Regions from separate parts of the Macaca mulatta genome. Here region 2 is linked to region 1. Evidence: chromatin contacts called from public Hi-C data. All regions are on one chromosome and are shown on one strand. Each heading gives the region's core, a stretch centred on a gene start, on an enhancer-like site or on the middle of the called end of the contact. The rest is flanking DNA. Distances are from core to core; before and after follow the strand shown.

Region 1 (5,608 bases), core at 998-3,497:
CCCTACCTCATTTTATACCTTTTGCACTTTGAGGTCCTAATGTTTTTATTTCTTCTGCTGCAGAGGCCAACATGCCAGTAAAAGTTCTTTAGCCATTGGTGAATTATAACTTTGATCACCTACACAATCACACGCCTACATACCAGATGCTGTGCTACCCATGGTATTGCTGAGTCCTTATCTCAGTGTTCAGATCTCTGAATTCTCACTTGCTCCTTGACCTTTAAAACATTCACAGCAACTGCCATTACCACCACCAGCAGCAGCACCATCCATGCAATATATTCCTCAAAACAAAATCACATTAAAGCCCTAAATACGTCCAATCACACACAAAAAAACTTTTCTAGCCTTAAACCTTCAAATTGCCCTAACCTCCCTCTCTCTCTCTCGACTAATCCCCAGATAACTCTGTCCCTCTCCTCTAATCCTGGAATCAGGAACCAAAGAAGGATGAGCCCTCTCCACCTATACAAATACTGAATGAGGGTTGCCGTCAGAAATTTCCCCATGGGGACGGGATTGCATCAGCTCTAGTAAGAACATCACTCTCCTGTGGGGAAGAGCAAATACACTGACAATAGCTGCCTGACCCCTTCCACATTCATTCCAGAGATTTATTCCAGAGATTCAGGTAGGCCCTTCCCCATCGTCCCTTGTGCTACACTACAACTTCTCGTAGCAGGGAAGCTGGTAAACAGACCTGCCTGAGAGTAAGTACTATCTAGCATTGCACCTCGAGAGACAATCCCACCAGACAGCTTGAGCAATTATGCCGCTTGGCTACCCAGAATCAGGGATTCCCCAGAGACAAGTCTTGGTTTCAAGTATCAAGGGGCAGACCTAAATAGATTCTGCTTGCTGAGCTCTAGCAGACACTAACTCACATGGGGGTGAGTTTGAGAGGCACCAACATCCTCACTGCTCACTACACTCAGCTTTAATATGTTTGAGGGCCAAGATTCCAAACAGCAGTTTGATTCTCTCTTGAACATGCCCACCTACCTCTTCCAGACCCCATGATAGGGTGTGGCTTGCCTCCAGAGAAAGAGTGCCATCCTCTTCTGAGAAGGAAGTAGAGCTCTTTTCAGGTTCTGTATCTTTAGGCTGGATCCCGTGTATGTGCGGCCCATCACTGCCATAGCCAGAGGAGGAGGGCAAAATGCTCACAGTCACGCCGCTGATAGACAAATCACTCTGAGAAGTAAGCAGTCTGGAATCCTGGAGGGGCACTCGACCCACATGGGAAGGCTCCGTGCATCTTTGGCCTCCAGGCTTGTCCAGTAGTGATGAAGAAACAGAACATTCTGCAATCCAGGAACCTGTCTGAGGGGCATCTGAAACACTCTTGGTTCCTTCCTCCGCACTCCAGCCCTCTGAAAATTGTTCTTGATTTCCTGTATCAGTGGGGCAGTCTGTCCTAAGCGAAGCATAGCTCCGAAACCCAAGCTGAATATTTCCTTTCTCCACTGCAGTCTCTCCTTGCAAAGGCAGCAGCACAGCCCTGCTGCTGCAGGATGCTGTCCTAGGAAATTCCACCAGTTGGCTCACTGACTTCTCACAGTTCCTTTCTGCTGGGTTATCAAGCAGGTGAGCAATGACAGTCATCCCCTCTTCCAGGGAATCCCAGACCCCTCCAGCAACTGATGACTCATTCTCTAACAAAAGGTGGGCAGTCTGGACCTCCCCTTGGAATCTCTCCTTTACCTGTACTATCATCCCCTGATCGACTACCTGCGAGTTGGGGGCTGAGTCCCTAGGCAGCAAAATATCTGGGGGGGTATGTTTTACCCCTCCCACTCCGTCTTCCTTTTGGAGACTCACTGTTAACTTCGTTAGGGTTTCAGTCTCTTCAATGACTTCAGTTCCTTCCGAGGTTTCTTCCTGGTGAGATGCCTCTGGAGTAGGGATTTTCTTCCCTCTCCACCTCCTTTTGAACCGAACCCTTTTCTTAGGAGATATGGGAGCCTTCTCAGGAACAGCTATTGACTCTTTTGGCTCCTTAAAACAGCCCAGTGAATTTCCCATTTCCTTCCTCTCCTAATCTCAGCAAAAACGCAGCTAAGCCAGTCCTGGGATCCCACAGAAATCCCAACCTTGGCTTCATCGGATTCAACGTACATTTAAAAACATGCACTATGCCGGCAATCCCTCCAATTCTTTCTCCCTCCCTCCCCGCCTCTCTCTGTCTCTTCCAGCCGCTGCCGATTCAGACAGCCATCTTACAGGCTCAGAGCTGCAACAAGACAAATTCAAAGCATCTCACTGCAGTTCAGAAATCACTTGACCTAAAAGCAGACAGAAACCGGATTGGCTGCAGCTTCCTCTCTCCAAATATGAGGTAATTGGAGCACTGCCCTCAGTAACACAAACAGAAAGCAAAAAGGAGCTAGAAACCAGGGGAGGGGAAACTAGGCAGGGCCAGGAGGAGGAGGGAAAATGTAAGAGTAAATTGAAAAGCGAGGGAAAAAGAAGAGAGGCCGTGGCAGAAGGTAACGTGGAAGAAGGAAGAGGAGAATAGTATCAAAGAGGGAAAAAGCAAACCAGCTTAGCTGGTACTAACCAGCAAGGGAAGGGAAGGGCCAGGCCAAGAAGAACCAAGGCTGGTGAAGCTGCAATTATGGCTCCCAAACTACAAAATGAAATAGATTTGAAGTGTTGCACCAAGATGCCCAAAAGAAAATATCAAGCAGATATACATATTCTGAATTTTTTCAGGTCAGAAAATAATAAAATTATTTTCATCAAATTATAACCTGAAGAAACCAGAGCCGCCTTCTTACAGTTAAGAAAAGGAACACACACTTTAAAGATCTAGCCTTCTGGAGCATTTATTTCCCTCCTTTTTCCTATAAAAGAAAAGAAAGATCTGTTAAGTCTGCCAGCCAATGACACAGCCAGGAAAATCTGGAAGTTGGTTTTGAGTATAGTATATGAGTGCTTGGTAAAAAGAATACCACTTCTAAATACAACAGATGAACAGGGTCTCTGATGAACAATATTTGACATAAATGTTCAATAGTAATTATTGATGCTGCCACTGGTAATATCTAACATATTTTTTGCACTTGCTGTGTGCCAAGCACTGTGCAAAGTTATTTACATGGACTTTCTCATTTAATTCTTATAGTCACTATATGAGGTCAAAACTATTATTTTATATTTTATGGGTAAAGAAACTGAGGTTTGGCCAGGCACAGTGGCTCACGCCTATAATCCTAGCACTCTAGAAGGCCAAGGCAGGCGGATTGCCTGAGCTCAGGAGTTTAAGACCAGCCTAGGCAACATGGTGAAACTCCATCTCTACTAAAATACAAAAAATTAGCTGGGCACAGGGGCGTGCGCCCTTAGTCCCAGCTATTCAGGAGGCTGAGGCATGAGAATTGCTTGAATCGGGAGGTGGAGGTTGCAGTGAGCCAAGATCACATATCACTGCACTCCAGCCTGGCCAACAGAGCAAGACTGTCTCCAAAAAAGAAAAAAGAAACTAAGGTTTAAGAAAGTTGATTAATAGCCCAAGGTTACACAGCTAGTAAGTGACAAAGTCAGAACATGAACTTCTGTTAACTTTAAGACTTTTAATTTCAACCCCAACTACTCTCTTCTAACTACTGCAGGAGTGGAAATCTGTACTCAGTTGCCAGTTGTGTAAAATAAGAAGTTCTCCCACTGTTCTGAATTGGTAATTAGACTGCATGGACCAAGAGCTCAATCAAAGAGATAACACTTGTTGCCATTTGGGAGTAAGAGAAGAAGCTGCTAAAAAGAGGCTCAGGTGGTTTTTACTCCCATTGCAGTAGGGCAGGAAGTCTGAATTTCAGATTGTAAAAGTTGGATTCAAAAATCACCTTATGATATCAGTGAACATTCCTCCACCCCAATTTTTTTTATTATAGTGTCTGCTATATGGGAAAAGACTACAATCCAAAGGGCTGTGAATGGAGAATAAAATTATATACGTGTTTCTTTCCTATTGCAGTTATTTATTCTACACCAAAAGGATCCAGGCCACACAGCAGAAAGCAGCAGCCTGCCTGGTTCCATGCAAGCCATCCAGACTTACACTAGCATAGCCTTAACTATCTTTCCTGGAGACCTTTAAAAAAAAAAAAAAAAAAAAAGACCACAAAAGGAAAGCAACAAGAAGCCCTAAAGCAACAGCTTTTACACAATCCCTTCTAAGACCCTCCTGATGTCCCATCTGCCTCACAACTGCAGTAGGTGTTCCTCCCCTAAGCCTTATCCTTAAGGCTGACTTCAAAACTGCAGCACCATCTTATGGCCATCACAAACTATAGCAAGAAATAAGCGAAGACAGCATGGGAAAGAAACTCAGGCTACTGCAAATCATTTAATTAACAAAGAATCTGACATTACAATATGAAGTTCTCTAGGCAGGTACCAGGCCTTCACTCCTCCAGTGAACAAACCTGGAACTATGGAAACTTTAAGCTGCACTTGAATTTTATGAATGATGTACAAGCAAACCAAAATCCTGAAACTGATCAACTTAGGGGCAAGAGAGATAGCTGTTTAATATGACTACTACTGCTGTAGAGTTTCTCTGAGAATTTACTTCTGTGAGTCTTTTTTTTTTTTAATTTCTGCATATGTCAGACCAATCAGACCTTCCTTTCCTTCCGCTCCAGAGAAAAACTGGTCTAGGAAAGGAGCAGAGATTTCAGTAAGGTGGATCTAGGTTCAACTTTCCAGCTCAAAAGCTAAGTAACTTAACTAGTTTATTAGATGGTTCAGTTTCCTTACTTGTAAAATGTGCATACTACAACCTACTTAATGGGATTGTAGACAAAGTTAATGAGATAATGTCCATAAAGTACTTGGCTCAGTACTTGACCTACACTAAATTTCTTTTCTTCCAATTTATTATAGGAGCTAAAAGTTGTAAGACATCCCCAGCCCCCAGGGAGATCCTAAGATATAGATGGTCCCTGACTTAAAATGGTCCAATTTATTTTTCAACTTTCCAATGGTGAGAGAAATCCATATGCATTCAGTAGAAACTGTACTTCAAGTACTCATAGAACCATTCTGTTTTTCACTTTCAGTACAGCATTCAATAAATTACATGAGCTAGTCAACACTTTACTATGAAACAGGCTTTGTGTTACATGATTTTGGCCAAATGCTCAATGGTAAGCTAATATAAGTGTTCATAGTACATTTAAGATAGGCTAAACTATAGTTTTCAGTATGTGTATTAGATATATTTTCAACTAAGTTAACTCTGGTTACAAGAACTTTCCCCAAGACCTTTTCTCTTCTACCCTGGTCTCTTAACACAAGACCCGCTGCCTTCTAGGAAAGCACACTTTGAGGCCTATACATTCTTTATGCCTTCTCCTTTGGCATTTTCTAGATAACTCTTTACTGCCCACAGGTCTCCCACAGAGACAGCCAGAGTGAAAGACTCCAAAGCAAAAGAACTCATTCATTCCACAAACACAAGCGGTGCCTCAACTATATGCCAAGCACCAAGTGCCATGAAGTGCACAAAAATGTAAACCTCAAGTCTAGCCAGCTAAGACCTCCCTGTTTTTTGAAAATTTCAAAATGCCAGGCATACACTAGTATTTAACAAATATTTGAG
Region 2 (5,608 bases), core at 1,028-3,527, 160 kb after region 1:
TTCACTCCTCTGCTTAGACAAACTGTTCTCCTATTAAGGTAGTACGGGGATTTCTAAGTCTGAAAAATGCAGGAATTCCATAAGCAAAGTAACAAAGGCCCGGATGCTAAGCCACTCTGACTTCCCAGTGAGAATGGTGCAGTGAGGGGAAGAGAGATCATTCTGCACGGATCACAAGAGCAGACTGCACGACCACCTTATACAACTCGAGTTACTTTACTTTAGGCAACCATTTTTAACTCATTCCTCCCCTCAAGAAAGAGACCTGTATCTGGGAAGGATTAAGTTCCTACACACCTGATCAAGGTCCTTCAGAGGAAAGCCAAACTGAGTGAGACAGCTAAAAAAAAACTGAACAAAAGAGGTCTCTCCTGGAACAAGGCCTACTGCCTCCTTCTTTCCCAGCCTCATTTGCTAGGAGTCCAACTTCCTTTCCGCTGGGGGTCACCAGCACTACCATCCAGTGAGGTGCTGAGATTTCTTCACCTATTTTGGGCCTTAATTCTGCTCGTTTGAAGCTGTCACAGCCCGAGACGGTCCTAATGTATCTCCTCTCTCTGAAGAGAGCAGTGTTACTCAAAAGCCTGCAAAGGAAACTTAATGGAACCATTCACTGAGCAGCATTTTTTCAATGAAGTTCAGCAGCACAATCTAACCTCTTTGTGCTCTGAAATGAACCACATTTCTTAAAAGAAAGACCACAGGGGGTTGACAGAAAACTTGCTGCAGGCAGGAAAAGCTGGACAGTTTACAGGAGCTGATGCAGAGGGAACAAGTAGAAACCCTAGTAGGTCCTTTTTCGCATTTCATCTCTATTTTTTTTCCTGCTGCATTCCCAAGCAGAGTTCCAATGCCACAAGAAAAAAAAAAAAAGGGAGGGGGGGCGCCTTACAGCTTCTTCATTAGTTTCCCTTCACTGGGTAGGTGCTGTAAACAAGTATGCTGGGCTCAGTCATAGGGGCTGAAGTTTTCTCTCCTTCAGATAAAAAGAAACTAAGGGCCTAGTCACAAGGGCCCGAGCTAAATAAAATGGGGAAAAGTGCTGCCTGTGTCGTTTCTGGGAAAATCTCCCCGTCTGTGGATAGGATAACTGCCACCCAAAGCAAAATCCCAGAACTGGATGTTAAAGATCAAGGCAAGGGCCTCCCAAGGCCACGCATCCCTGGCTGCCACTCAGGGGCACCTACAGCAGTTAGGGAAATGCAGTTCACAGGCCCTCTGCCTGTCAAAACTTTCTCCCCACACACCCAAGGCGCAGATTAGGCATTAACTTGCACAAGTGTCTCGCAAGAGAGCCTTCAGGGCTGAAATCCGAGCTCCAAGGCAAATCTTTATGTTGGAGGAAAAAAACAAATAGACCCCTGCCTCCAGCAGGCCCAGACCCCCGGGGAGATGGGGGTCGGGGAAAGCCTCGCCACCAAATCCTGCACACTCACCCACACCGCTGCCCACCCCACCCCGAAGACACCAAGGTGCTTCCCAACCTCAGCTTCCACGCGACTCATCCGAGACTCAGGGAGACAAAAGGGGGCGAAGGAGAGACTCTCCGCGGGCACACAGAGGTCCGAGCGCCTCTGGGAGGAAGCTCGCACCCAGAGCAGATCGGGTGGTTTCTCCCGCGCCCAACTCCTCCTCCTCCTCCTCCCCAGCAACTCCCCACGGCGGCCGGTCTCCGGGCCAGCGCCTTGTCTCGCCTCCTTCCAGCTGGGGCCGGATAATAGGGCAAATCATGTAACTGGCGCTCTGAGCGCGCCGACTGCCCCGGGAGCGGGTTCCGAAGGCTCATCTCAACTCTGTAAATAAACTGGCCCCGAGAAGCAGCAGCTCAGGGCCAAGCCCCGCGCGGTGGGTGCGACCCCGCCCGGCCGCCCCACCTGCAGCGGCCGAGCCGACCGGTACCGAAGGCCACGCCGCGCCGGCCCGCGGGCCTCAGCGCCGGCCAGTCCCCGGCCCTACCTTTGTAGCGCTCCAGCACATCCTCGTACGCCTGCACGAACTCCTTCTCCTGGCTGCGGTTGGCCGGCTGCTGACCCGGCACGTAGCCGGCCATGGCCGCCCGCACCGCGTTCTCCCCGAGCCCCGGGGGCTGCCGGTTCCAGGCCCGCGCGCTGAGGCGGCGGCGGCGGCCCCAGCCTCTGCCCTTTGTGCGTATCAGAGGCGGCGACGGCGCCCTTGCTCTCCGCTGTCCGCCCGCCTCGCCCGGCCCGGCAGTCGCGCTTCGCTCCTCAGTCCGCTCGCACCCGGCCCGCTCGCGCTCCGCCGGTCCCGGCTAGCGTTTCCGCCTCCCCACCCCTCGGCTCCGCTCCTCCCTCAGCCCGCCCCGGCGCGGCGGCGGCGGCGGCGGCGGGCGGCGGCAGCGGCTCCTCCTGTCAGGAGCGCCAGGCCCGGCCCGTTCCCCGCCCCCTCTCCCCGCCGCCTCCGGGGCCCGGCGAGTCCTCGGCCCCAGGCTGCGGCCGGCTGGGCCCGGGCTGCCCACACGGGTCCCTCAGGGGCTGCCGACCCCCGCCCGGCCCGGACTGGGGCCCGAGCCGAGGGGCGCGAGAGGCCGGCCCACGCGGGAGTCCGGCTGGGTAAGAGGCCCGCGCGTCAGAATGAAAGGCTAGGCCGGCCGAACGGCAGGGAGACCCGGGCCGGCTCCACAGAGCGGGCGGGAGCCCCAGTCAACGCTGACTTACGCCGCCGGGAGCGGGACAAAGGAGGGAGCCCCCTGGCTGGATAGAAACCCAGCGGGGCCTGTGCGGCTGCTGGAGAAGGACCTGGAGAAGCTGAAGGGAAAGTAGAGGGCAAAAGACCACAATGCCTCAGATCCCAGGGCTAGACGCGGTCAGAACCAGGACAAGGGCAAGATCCAGACAGGGCTGCAGTGTGGGCCCGGAGGACACTGAGCCCACAAAGAATCCCGGGAACAAAGGGTTTTCCAGAAACAGAAGAAGCTGAACGAGAAGTGACGGGGCAGATCCAGCACCATGAAGTAAACCAGGCCAAGGAGCCAGAACCTGAGAAATGACAACCCAGGGAGGCACGAAAACAGGATTCTGACTGCACCATGGGGTGAATAAGAGGAGAGACTGGGAGACATAAATCTGTGGGGGATAGACCCTCCAGGATTATTAAACTGTGACAGCCATCTGAACAGAGAGACAGAGATCAAAAGGGAGAAATGTGGGAACCTGAGACGGAACCAGGACTGTTAGGGAACAAAGAAAGGGCTCTGGAGCATAGCTGGTCAGGGAAGAAAAGGGGAAGCCAATTATTCTTTGTCATCAGGGGAAAGGAAAGAGTAAAGAAAGGAAACTGGAAAATATGGGTAGGGATTTATTGGGGCCCATTTTGAGGACAGAGCTCCCAACATCATTTGATTCAACATTCAGTTGTGTATCATTCAATCCCAATATTCATGGAGTGCGCCAGAGCCATGAGCAGTGAATGAAGAACTCTGGTCAATGTAGGTGACACGTTGTGCCCTCCACCCCCATTCAGCCTTTATCCTCCCCTGTTAACTTGATTTCTCAGGAGGTCTGGAGAGGTGGTTGTGGGTAAGAAGTTACACTGGCTGATCTCACAATAAGGGCAAATTAGCAAGTAAAAAAAGAATTCATGCAACACTGAGCAGCCAAAATTGGGACTTAGGCTTCCATTCCAGTTCCCATTCTCAAGAGTTTGAAGGAGAAACTTCTTAACCCCAGGCTAGGGAAGGTGTCTTTGTACCTCGTGAGTAGTGCCAAGTATTTTGGTCAATGCTCAGCACATTCATAACAAGAAAAAAAAAAAAAAAGACGCTTTTCGCTAATAGGTGCACGCTGGTTGTTTCCACACCACACCCTGATCAGAAATCAGGTGAGCAAGTCATTAATCATATCTTTTCCCATCAAGTGTTGCTGGCCTGCCCAAGTTGTGGGCATGAAGATCATGCAGGGAAGGGCCTGAAAGAGGACAGGGAGGATCCTTAGACAAATGCTCATTTCCTTCCAGTTTAATCCTCCGTGCTAAAAACAAACAAACAAAAAGAACTAGTTATCAGTTTGGTGTCAGCTGCTAATGAGCTCAGTTTACAAAAAGAAGGAGAATAAGTTTGAAGTATATATGTTTTTCAGTAAAAGGCTTTTAGTGGAAAAAGCAGGATGAGTTGCTGGTTGATGGCACAAGCACATTTTTCGTAAACAGCAGAGAATATAGAAATGCTAACTCTGGGGATCTTGACTGTGTCAGTGCTGAGTCATCTGCATTTCCCATATTATTTTATGCCAGCAGGGCTAAGAAGGCCCAGACAGAAATCACGCATACAAACACCTCCACACAGACATCTCGCCCCCACACAGACATCTGCCTCCTTATGTCCATTACAGTACATAGAAAAGTCCCTCCATTCCCTCCTGGGGCTGCTACATGCGCCACTTTGTGAGCAGGTTCTTCAAGATGTGTCACTGATGCTTGCCAAAGGTGAAGAAAGAACAGGGGCAAAAAGGGGAAGAGTCTGCCGTGAGAATCAGAGAAGACCTGGGGGGGTTGCGGGGAGAAGGCAAGGGGTTGAGATTCCTTTTAAGAAACACAGAAATCAAAGAAGAAACTTCTGCTTTGGGTTGTGGCTAGAGGGCTTCTCTAAGACTCAAATTGCTTTCTTGACAAAATTTGCATTTAAATGCTCCCAGGAGATTTTGAAATAATGCATTCTTCTAATGAATGGAAAGCGGGGAAGTCCACATGTTTGGCTGATGTTCCTGTTTTATACAGAGAAAATTTTACAAGGCTAGAGGAACAAAGCCGGCTGACAGGGGGGATGGGAAGAAGGAAGTCTACGAAGGGGAGGTTTTTCGCTTCTTTCAAGCAACAGTCTAAATTTATAGCCAGACCACACAGTCGCAAAAGCTCTGAGCCTTTCTCCTTTTGGTCTTTGATTTTCTTTTGCTCCTGATGGGTGAGACTGCTGCTGCATTTCTAAGAAGGCTGCAATGGGGGAAGCAGAAGGATGTACTCAGAAGGGCATCTAGTGGAGGAGAAGAGTAATGCAAGGAAATTAAAGCCCTTTATCCTTGGTGTTCTCCCAATTAAAGCCTCATCAAATGCCCCTATCCTTAAAGCCCTGCCACTTTCTATTGCTTTCAGCACCTCAAATGTGTTATGTCGCCTCAGGGCCATCCAACCGGCTTTCCTCCCAGATTATAATCCTTCATCACTCTACTTTGGCCTGGCTCACTCCTACCCATGCTTCTGCTGAAATTCCCCAGGGGGAAGCCTTCCTTGACCCCCCCTCCTCCAATTAATAGGTCCTCCTCTACCCTTTGGTAATACTCATCACACTTGAAGTTATGGTACAGTGTCTTTCATCCTTACTAAATCGTAAGCTCCCTGAGGGCTGGGACTGTTTGTCGTCTAATTCACCACAGGATCCTTACCACCTAGCAAATGATCTGGCACTGGCACATATAGGGCACTCATTAACTATTTCTTTTTCTTTTTTTGAGACAGCGTCTTGCTCTGTCACCCAGGCTGGAGTGCAGTAGCGCGATCTCGGCTCACTGCAACCTCCACCTCGCGGGTTCACACCATTCTCCTGCCTCAGCCTCCCAAGTAGCTGGGACTACAGGTGCCCGCCAACACGCCCGGCTAA

Evidence for each region. A called contact is a pair of places that touch in the nucleus more often than the background predicts.
Region 2: a Hi-C map of fetal cortex germinal zone shows a contact between it and region 1, with 2.4 times the contacts expected there. The contact joins the promoter of MACF1 here to the promoter of LOC144334220 in region 1. A contact is called at or near these places in 6 of 14 Hi-C or Micro-C datasets (CD4 T cells, cortical neurons, fetal cortex germinal zone and 3 more).

The regions. Positions count from the first base shown.
Region 1 is chr1:201,522,428-201,528,035 of T2T-MMU8v2.0, forward strand. LOC144334220 reads right to left here and starts at 2,248. Exons shown (of 1, transcript XM_077962895.1): 1 at 1-2,248. The coding sequence starts at 2,028. The coding sequence ends at 919. All of the region lies in intron 5 of MACF1 (microtubule actin crosslinking factor 1), which reads right to left.
Region 2 is chr1:201,685,436-201,691,043 of T2T-MMU8v2.0, forward strand. It overlaps MACF1 (microtubule actin crosslinking factor 1), which reads right to left and starts at 2,278. Exons shown (of 94, transcript XM_077962816.1): 1 at 1,957-2,278. The coding sequence starts at 2,050. LOC144334221 (microtubule-actin cross-linking factor 1-like) reads right to left here. Exons shown (of 4, transcript XM_077962934.1): 4 at 3,303-3,986. The coding sequence ends at 3,850.